Regions from separate parts of the Mus musculus genome. Here region 2 is linked to region 1. The links are chromatin contacts, called in public targeted proximity ligation maps. All regions are on one chromosome and are shown on one strand. The core of a region is the stretch at or near the end of the contact, and the rest is flanking DNA. Distances in the headings are between cores, read along the strand shown.

Region 1 (4,828 bases), core at 1,472-3,971:
CATGCAAGACCGGGAGGCCTATGGCTGTTTCAGCTTTAGTCAGCCCCTTTGATGTGCTCCAGAATATGTTGTTAGGTCCCCACCCACTCCACAATGAGCAGATTCTCTATCTCCAACAAAGGTCGGCAAAATAAAGCCAGTAAATGCCATTACATTTGAATTTCAGAAAAGTATCAATAATGTATGATTATTGCCCAGATAGAAAACATGTCATTGTCACAGGGTATCCTACATTTTATATGTTCTAGGTTCAACTCCCAAGGGGTCCCTCTGGGGCAAGAAGCTGCTTCTTGTCTTCTAATGCTTTTGATCTTTTCTCCTTCGTTGGGATTCTCTCATAGGTGGGAACTTCCTATATGTCTCAGAGGGATGGATGATCCTTCAACTTTGGCTAGGCTATCTCCAGGTACCAGATTTGTTCATACCAGATGCAGCCATCTAGGAAGGAAAGCCAGGTGAGAAGATGTGGGGGCTAGCTTTCTATCTATCCTCGAGCCTCAGCTGTATAGCGCTAGCCTGTGAACTGGAGGCAGGCCAAGAGGAGTCATATCCACAGCCATGGGCCCTGACACTGTCAGCAGAGTACAAACGCCTTAGTGCGTCAGCTCACAGTGAGTCTCATAGCATTGTTCTTTCCTGATGACGGCAATATGCTCTCAGCCTGAGACCCGGATGAACCACCATTCCTCCAGCTTCAGGCCTGTAGTCACTGGAACTTTCTACCTGGGGAGTTTTGAGTTTTGAGATGTAGCTGGAACAAGAGTCGATGGATGACATGCAACAGGCAGGGAGCAGAGCTTTGGACAGCCATTTCAGGGAAGAATTGCCATCAGAGCTGCCGCACAGGTGTCTTAACAGGAATCCACAGAAAGAAACAAAAACAGAACCCTCCTGAAAGACCTTGAAAGGAGCAAAAACAGAACCGAGAAGTCAGCACGTACCACTAACTTGAAGGTGATTTAGAACAGAGCTTCTTTGCTCTGTTTAGAAAGGGTTGGCTGCATCAGGACTGCCTCCCCACATGTTTTCTTTCCTTGGGAAATCACATACAGTAGCTAGAGATCTGGGTTAACCGATGAGATAGACTTCAGCCTAGATCAGCCAGCCTGGGCCATAGCAGCCAACTGTGGTCTGAGATATAACTCATCCACACTGATCGCTGGTGCTGGTGTTATATGGAGGCCTATGGGACAAGGCTACCCCCTTGTGGTAGGGTTTGGGACTAGTCCCTAAGACATAAATTCCCTGTCAGTCATTTTAAGAAGGGCCAATTACACAGGATTAGGTGAGACCTCAGTAACAGTATCTTATGCACACAAGATTTACCTCTCCTTCTAAAAGAAAGGCTAGAAATGGCCAGTCACAGACTATTAAGGTAACTTGTTGGTCCCCCAAAGACTCAGGCTTTCATCTGTCTTTTAGGCTAAATAGTCTTAATGAATAGTTTCTTCTCAAGGTCACGGGACAGTTGCTGGGGTGCCAACCATCAAATCCATACTGTAGCCCGAATTCAAGGGGAAATAGAAGGGGAGGGGCATGCAGATGTGTGCTTGTGTGTGATGGGATGACGTGTCCCAACGGTCTCTTCCTTTAAACAGTCTTTCCGAAGTCCTCAAACACTTCCACTGTTAAGCCCTTCTAAATAAAACCTACCACCAAGGAAGTGAAGGACTAAATCTTGAATGGCAGCAGTGGTGTTTGCCTCTCTGGGAAGCAAGCAGGCCTGAGACTTTGAAAGCCATTTGACAGTTGGCCCAAATGTCCTGGCTGTGGGTGTGTGCTGGACTCTCTTACCTGGAGCCAGCCCCGAGGCCAGGAGCACCAGAAGGCTCTGGCAGGCCTGCCCTCGAGGTGACTGCTCCCTGGAATTAGAAGCACTCGCTCACAAACCTTTCTTACACCGAGGCTTGGCTCATCTCTGTGGGGCTGTGGGCACCTCAGAAGGTGGCATGGCAGGGAGGGGTGACTGTCCTGCTGCTCATTGGTAGGGGGGAAAGGTAGTTGCCACTCCGCAGACCTTGGTCATCGAGAGCTGTAGTGGGTATTTTGCTGAGGTAGGGAGCTGGTTATTTGTGGTTTATGGAGGAACCTTTAGGAAGAATCCAACTCATGAGCAGGCGAGCCCTATTTCCCTGGGCACATCAGGAGGGCCACCCTAGCTTGGTTAGGATGACAGATTGTCCTGGTTCTGGAACCATTAGTGATATAATAGAATCCTTGGACACACTGGAAGAGTCAGTCAGCTTAGTAATATGCATGTGATAATAATCATCTAGGGACCCTTAGCGTCTCCTGGGGATGCTTGGGGCTAGATGCCTGTGAGTGGTAGCCGGGGCTCAGAGCCACCAGGTTCTGTTTGATCAGAAGAAATAAAGCAAGTGGAAAAAAATCAACAAAGATTCCAAATTCCACAGCATCACCCAGAGAGCCCAGGGTCAGCCTGCTGCCTTCTCTTCAACCCCAGCTCTGCCTTAGACTAGGGCTCCTGTCCTGCCCACAAGTCACCTGTTAGTAACCCTGCAAATGTGTCCTGTTGCTTCTGAAGTTCCTTCCTAGGCTGCCCCTCCCTCAGATGCCCCTTCCAATTGCAGTTTAGGGATCACCTCTGCGGCTTCCCCAGCCCTCCCAGCCATGCTAAGTTCTCTCTCCCACAGTCCTCCAGTGTACCTGGCAAGTCTGACATGCTACATCCCTTTGTCAGTCTGGAGCACAGGTCAGCCCCTCCCACTGACTAATCATCTCCCAAGGTTTCTAGTCCTTACCCTGCAGCTAAAGTCCGACCATGTGGCTCATGTCACAGATAGTTACTTTACTAGAAGGGTGGATCAGTGTATGTATATGTTTATTAATGTTTGTGTTTATTGAAAGTTCTCCATTCTGGGCAACAGAATATTGGCCACAACTCTCAGTTGTTTCCAGTTCTGTTGATTTATTTGTTGAATGGTTTATTTAACTTGAGGCTTTGTAAAGTCAAAGTAGGATTTATAGAAAAATCTTGTCATGGAGAATAAATAAAACTCACACACATGATAAAAAAGATTCATTACTGATTTGGGTTAACTGTATTGTGTTTTCCTACAAGTTACATTAAGCACACATAGATGAAAAGTAAGTCATATTCTAGACTTATAGAACCTTTTATTGCTTCACACTGGATCTTGAAAACTCTCTAAGTGAATATGTATGCATTTAGACAGGACGGGATAAGGTAAGCTTTATTATACAATCACAGCAGGATAAAAGCACAAATGGATGCCAAACCTCAGAGAGTAAGTAAAGTGGGGTTGCCCCCCTACACACACACACACACACATTTTCATGGGAGCAAGTCTCCTCTTTGCTGTGTGTGGGTTACTTGACTCAAACTGCCACCAAAGCAGAAGAGACAGTGCTGGGCCATCCTGTGTCCAGTTCCCTGCAGATGTTGCCAAAGTCAGGTCAAGTGACCCCAGACGACCCCCTGGGAAAGGGAAAGTAGGGACCATTCAGGCCAGATGAGACGCCTGTCCTCTGGGGAAGGTGTCTCTTGGGCAACTCACTGAGGGTGGGGTAAGGGAGGAGGGAATCTCTCTCCCTCTTGAGATCCTTGGCTAGGTGAGGAAGAAAGAGGAGGCAGGCTCTGGTAGGAGGGAGACACATAACCTGGCAGCCTTCTCCGCGGGAACCTGAGCTGTTTCCCTGGGTTCTGGCGTCAGACTGTCCTAGTTGCTCACCCTGATTAGATTGTCCTGGAACAGACCATGACCATCAGGTGATTCTGATGAGGACCCATCCCGGAAGGAGCCACAGCTGGGGAATGAGTGTCCCTCCGACCCAGAGTGGGGAACCTGGGGCTCACCACAGTTCACCCCCTCTCCAGGGAGCACAATGGCCTTTCCAGTGAGTGCGGAGAGCTGAAGGGGGCTTCCCTGAGCTCTTCCCACTGCACTGGACCGACAGCAGGTGAGCAGCTTGAGCGAGAACCGCACCAGCTGTCTCTCTCAGCAGTGCCACCAGCCTGAGGCTCAAAGCTCAGTCTTTAGCTCTAGCTTCCCGAGCTGTCTGTCCCTCCTGGCTACTACACAGACTCAGGCACAGAGTCCTGGTGCTCACATCACCGAGGGAAGGTCTCTCCTTTCAGCATCCCATTTTTGCCAAACTTGCTATGAATCAATAGCCTCTCTAGGGGCTGCTTCAGGCTACAGCGGGCCAGGAGTCTAGACAGGTATGGAGCCTCTCTTTGGCTAGACCTTCCTTTCTGAGCCTCCAGCAAGAGCAGAGGCTGTGCTGAAGACTCAAGAGGACTCATCCAAGAACCCACTTCATTGAGCTCTCAGGCTGGCGACAATAGCTGTGGCTGGTCCTCAAAGCATTTCACAACCTCCCTGTGAAGAGTAACTTACTTTTCTTGGGTTAGCCTAAGCAATCCATGGGACAGACCATTTAGAACATTTCCCAAGGTCATATGAAGCGTAAATGATGGAAACAGTTTTGATTTTTTTTTTAAACTCATCAGTCTTTGACTGCAGAATTTAGGCTCTTAAACAGCATGCCACCCAGTTTTTCATCACTGAGAGTATCTTTAAGTTTACCAATGAATGTGTGCGTGTGGGCAGTCCCATAGCCCAGTAAGGCACTAAACTCTAAGGCTTGCATAGGAGACCTAATCAAACCCCAAGCCTTAGTGAAGGGCCCTCTGCCTGTGGCAGGAAAATGAACTGAAAGTAAATACATTTAGGAAAGGAGATGCAATTAAAGATATATTAAAAATATACATTTAGAGAGGCTGGGACTTTTAACATGGAACAAATGATGACTGGCATTGGGAAATTTGTATTATAGTACCATT
Region 2 (4,828 bases), core at 1,125-3,624, 110 kb before region 1:
TGGCTACAGTACAAACAGTGCCAAAGAACAAATGTAGAAGAAAAAACATGTAAGAAAAAAATAAATGCAAAAGGCAAAATGGCTTTCTGTCTGAATATATATATATATATATATATATATATATATATATATATATACACACACATATATGACAGCATGAACTCTATGTTGGCATGGGATATCACAGGAAGCCGAATCAGTGCCCCATATTATAAATATTGATTTGAATTCATATTTTTAAATATAAAAACTAGCCATGAAGAATGCAGAATTCAGATTATACTAATAATACGCCTCTTCCCTATGTTATTTTGTAAGTGGTTAGAGTTAATTTTAAAGCCTTAAATTTTCCTTTTGGTTGCTATCACAACACCTGGATTTTTTTTGATTTGCAAAAAATAGAATAAAACAAAACAAAAGATAATAATACTACATGGCTTCATTCTGATTTGTCAAACAACAACAACAAACCCTAAGTAATGTTATTGGTTATGGACAAGTTCTAGGGGTAGGGCAGCCACTGTCTTCATTTGAGTAGTCAATGATGAATTCACACCAGGCCTCAGTGGGTAGCTCCAAACCCATGGTCACACAGACAGCCCTGGAAAAACTCAGTGGGTCACCAAACAAACGTAAAAAATGTGGTTAAAGAACCTGTAGGGAGGGGAGTGGGTGGAGAAGGGGAGTGATGTCGTCTGAACGCCTAGAGTACACAGACTTTCCTCAAGTGATAGCCCTAGACACACGAGGCAGTCTGTGTTCATGAACCACTCATTATAGGCTATACATTTTTACTTACATTACTATACAGACCAAGCCCAAGAAGTCTCTAGGCTACTTTTAGTTTTTAGACAAGGGAACTAAGACTGGAACAATGGTTGGATGTTTCTAAGCTCTCATTTCTTATGAAATGTGGGCGAGGTGCTTTTCACTCTTGTCTTCTGATTCTAAGTTTGGTTGTTGTCTTAGTTAGGGTTTCTATTCCTGCACAAACATGACCAAGAAGCAATTTGGGGAGGAAAGGGTTTATTCAGCTTACACTTCCATGTTGCTGTTTATCACCAAAGGAAGTCAGGACTGGAACTCAAGCAGGTCAGGAAGCAGGAGCTGATGCAGAGGCCGTGGAGGAATGTTACTCACTGGCATGCTTCCCCTGGCTTGCTCAGCTTGTTCTCCTATTGAACCCAAAACTACCAGCCCAAGGATGGCACCACCCACAATGGGTCTTTCCCCCTTGATCACTAATTGAGAAAATGCCTTACAGCTGGATCTCATGGAGGCATTTCCCAGCTGAATCTCCTTCCAGCTGTGTCAAGTTGACACAAAATCGCCCAGTACAGGGGTTATAGCCATGCAGATACTACTCCCCACCAGGCAAAATAGTTTCTGGGCTCAAGCAAGGGCTGGGGAGCCTTATAATTTGATTCCTAAGGTTAACTGATAAGGAATGGTGGGAGAAGACCTTTACCTTTGTGAAGTCATTTTCATTTCTAGAAGGAAAAAGATATAGAAGCCCAGAGTGTCTGGGGTCACCCTCCAACCCCACCCATAGTTTGTGATCAAAGGTGGATTTGCCATGAAACTAAGAAAGTCGAGTTCTAGAGATTCTCCTCACACAGTTCCTGCAGATGTCTGCTATTCCTAAGAACTGGAATGTTCGTGGTGGGAGACAATCAAGCTGCTATCTATCGGGAAGCATTTCTTTCTAGTCATTTCTGGTAAATGGCCCAAAAAGATCCCTCAGAGGTCACAGAAGAATAGACTGAGATGTTACTAAGATTCCAAGAATCTGTAGGCTAAATTCTCATATTTTTGTTTATTCATATTCATAATTTTATGGTTTCTCGTTAAATAAAATATCACCATTCTACAGCCAATGGGTTCTACTTCTGGTTCTGTGAAGCACCGGGAAACGGGTCAGGAAAAAGAGAGGGTCTGAGGCCGCACAAGAGGAGCTTCTGTAAGCTGCCTTCCCGGTTACATTGTCAGACATTTTCCTCTTAGAAATAATCCAGATAATCAAGTCCCATTCTCATTTCATGCTTAGATGCAATAAATCACCTCAGACTCTTTTTCCAAACCGTTTCTTTCTCACGCCCAAAGCTGGAGTCTTTCAGAAGGCTTCTGCCTTGTCTTTGTCAGAGCCATGTTGATCTTAAGTAGACTAGAGCCTGCAGGTTTACATAAGGGGACCCATATCTGTCCCCATTGTCTTTCCTATGATCCTGTCTGCCATCCTTATCTCTGCCTTATCATCCAGTTCCAAAGGGCTTGAACATCTGGGTGCTTGGTTTCCACGATGACTAAGCTCAGGAAGGCTGCAGTGAAGTTTCCTAAGACATTCTCTGTGTATTAGTCAGCTTTGCATCAGTACAATAAAAGACGGGAGGCAGGCCACTTAGGCAGTAAAAGGTTTATTTTGTGTCCTGTCTCTGTTAGTACTAGTGCAAGATTAGGCAGCCCATTCGTTTATGACCTCTGGTGAGGGCAGTGTGTCTTGGCAGAAGTGCATGTCAGAGTGAGCTGTGAGATCTTGAGGCGATAATAGAAGAGAAAAGGGTAGAAAGGAAAGAGGAAGGAGGAGAGAGAGAGAGAGAGAGAGAGAGAGAGAGAGAGAGAGAGGGAGAGAGAGAGAGAGAGGTGGAAGTTCTACAATCCCTTTAGAGATCATGTGTCCAATGCTCTATGAACCTCCCAATTCTTCCACCACTCACCAACACCCCCAGTAATACCACCTGTAGGGGGCTGAGCCTTTAAAGCAGTGGTTCTCAATGTGTGGGTCACGACCCTATAGGGATCACATATCTGATATCCTGCGTGTCAGATGTTTATATTGTAATAGTAGCAAAGTTATGAAGAAGCAACGGAGTAGTTTTATGGGTGGGTGGGGGGGTGTGGTGGGGTTCACCACTACACCAGGAACTGTATTAAAGAGTTATGGCAATAGAAAGGTCGAGAACCACTGCTTTAAAGCCTTGACCTTGGGAGAATTTCTTTTTATTCACACTATAGCATTTTTCCCTCTGTGATGACTGGAGCTGTCCAACAGAACTTCCTGCTGTGTTGGAAGCATTCCTTGTTAGTACTGCCTGAAGTAGTGGCCATTGTAGATTTTATTTTATTAAAATTTAATTCTAATAGGCTCAAATGGCTAGTATTTCCCACGTTGAGCAGCACAACTCCAGGCCTTAGAGGTCATAAAGCCCAACCTGTGGATCTGTCTATGAAACTTGTTTCAGGGTCAGAGGCATTAGAGATAGGAGCAAGCATATTGCGAATGAGAAAAACTCAGTAGTACCGAGACTCTCTATAAAATTGTAAATTGACTGCTTTTCCCTTACTCTATAATTGCCATCAAAGTGAAATGGAAACTTTTAATTGAGTACCCACAAAGTGCCAAGTATAATAAACACACACACACACACACACACACATACATATACATATATATATACACACACATATATATGAGATGAAGGTTATCGCTTTCATCCATCCATGTATTTACTATATATTTATACATACAAGAATATAAGTATATATAGTTATATATATTCATATATGTAAATCGATGTATATTATACACAAACACACACACGCACACACACACACACATACACACACACACACACACACACACACACACACACACACACACCTGTGTGCCAGAGACAAAAACATTCTGGCACCTTGTGCCTCCCTAAACTTGCGGGAACCTCTGTTATGTTGGTAACCCTAAAGATTCAGGGTGCCAGACTGAAGAAACAGAAGCTGAGAAAAGGTTTTACTACATTACATGCTGAGGAGGCTATGACCATGGGGTTGGGGGATGCGAAGAAGATCCCTGGATGAAAGATAGAAGGTACTAAGTGGAAGAAAAATGTTAAGGGGAGAAAAAGGTGACAGCCCTGGGCAGCTGATGAGGGGCATTAGAGACTTGGCTGTTAACAGGTTCAGGAAGTGCTTTGCTAAGGCGCTGGGTGCTGTGGTAATAAGAAACGTGTCCTGGGTGTTGATGGTGCTGACTTAAATCCCAGCACCCAGGAGGCAGAGGCAGGCAGATTATCCTTGAGCTCAAGGCCAGCCTGATCTACAGAGCAATTTCCAGGACAGCCAGGGCTACACAGAGAAATCTGGTTTCAAAGAGACAAAACAAAACACACACACAAAATCCAGCCCAGCACTGTGTCCCAGGCATTCTTTATGCCTATAATACCTTTGGTTCTGATCCTCTAGGTCTCAGTTAGAGTAGGAGGTGAGCTCTTAAGGCTCAGCAGCATTGGAATACTGTACTGGGACAAAATGAGAATGGCCATCAGGATGGCATGGAAGAGAATGGATGGAGACATGGGTACTGCATCTAAATTCTGCCGCTGATGTCAACACACAAGAACACATCTCTAAGAAGCAAGGCAGCGAGTACTCTTTGTCTCCGAGCTGTTCCACCTCTTGTGGTTTCTGGTCCTAAGAAATAGATACCACTATTACCTTCATTTTACAGCTAGATGCTGAGGTATAGAGATGCCCTCAGTAGCCTACTTTAGGGCTCATCATTAGTAAATCAGAGATCCAGGATAGTAACTCAGGCCATCTGTACCGAAGTCCATGATGTAATCACACATATATGCTGCCGTTGCTGTTTCTAAGTCCCATTTGTCATCTTTCAAGAGACCTGCAAATATATATGTATATATGTGTATATCTATGCATATATGTATGCATTTATAAATACATTATATAGTGCATATATAAATACATATATTTCTATATAAGTTGGGAATTATGACACTCCAGCTCAGACAGGATTGAGGGAGAAGACTCATATTGA

What was found.
Region 2: a contact with region 1 is called in a targeted proximity ligation map of trophoblast stem cells, with 32 read pairs. A contact is called at or near these places in 8 of 484 Hi-C or Micro-C datasets (CD4 T cells, CD8 T cells, LSK cells and 4 more) and 5 of 130 datasets of targeted methods (the NIH/3T3 cell line, differentiating embryonic stem cells, extraembryonic endoderm stem cells and 2 more).

Annotation. Positions count from the first base shown.
Region 1 is chr19:36,179,679-36,184,506 of GRCm38.p6, reverse strand. No RefSeq gene overlaps it. Among named protein-coding and RNA genes, the nearest start is that of Gm32081, 2.5 kb to the left of the region's middle.
Region 2 is chr19:36,288,502-36,293,329 of GRCm38.p6, reverse strand. No RefSeq gene overlaps it. Among named protein-coding and RNA genes, the nearest start is that of Gm32027, 27 kb to the right of the region's middle.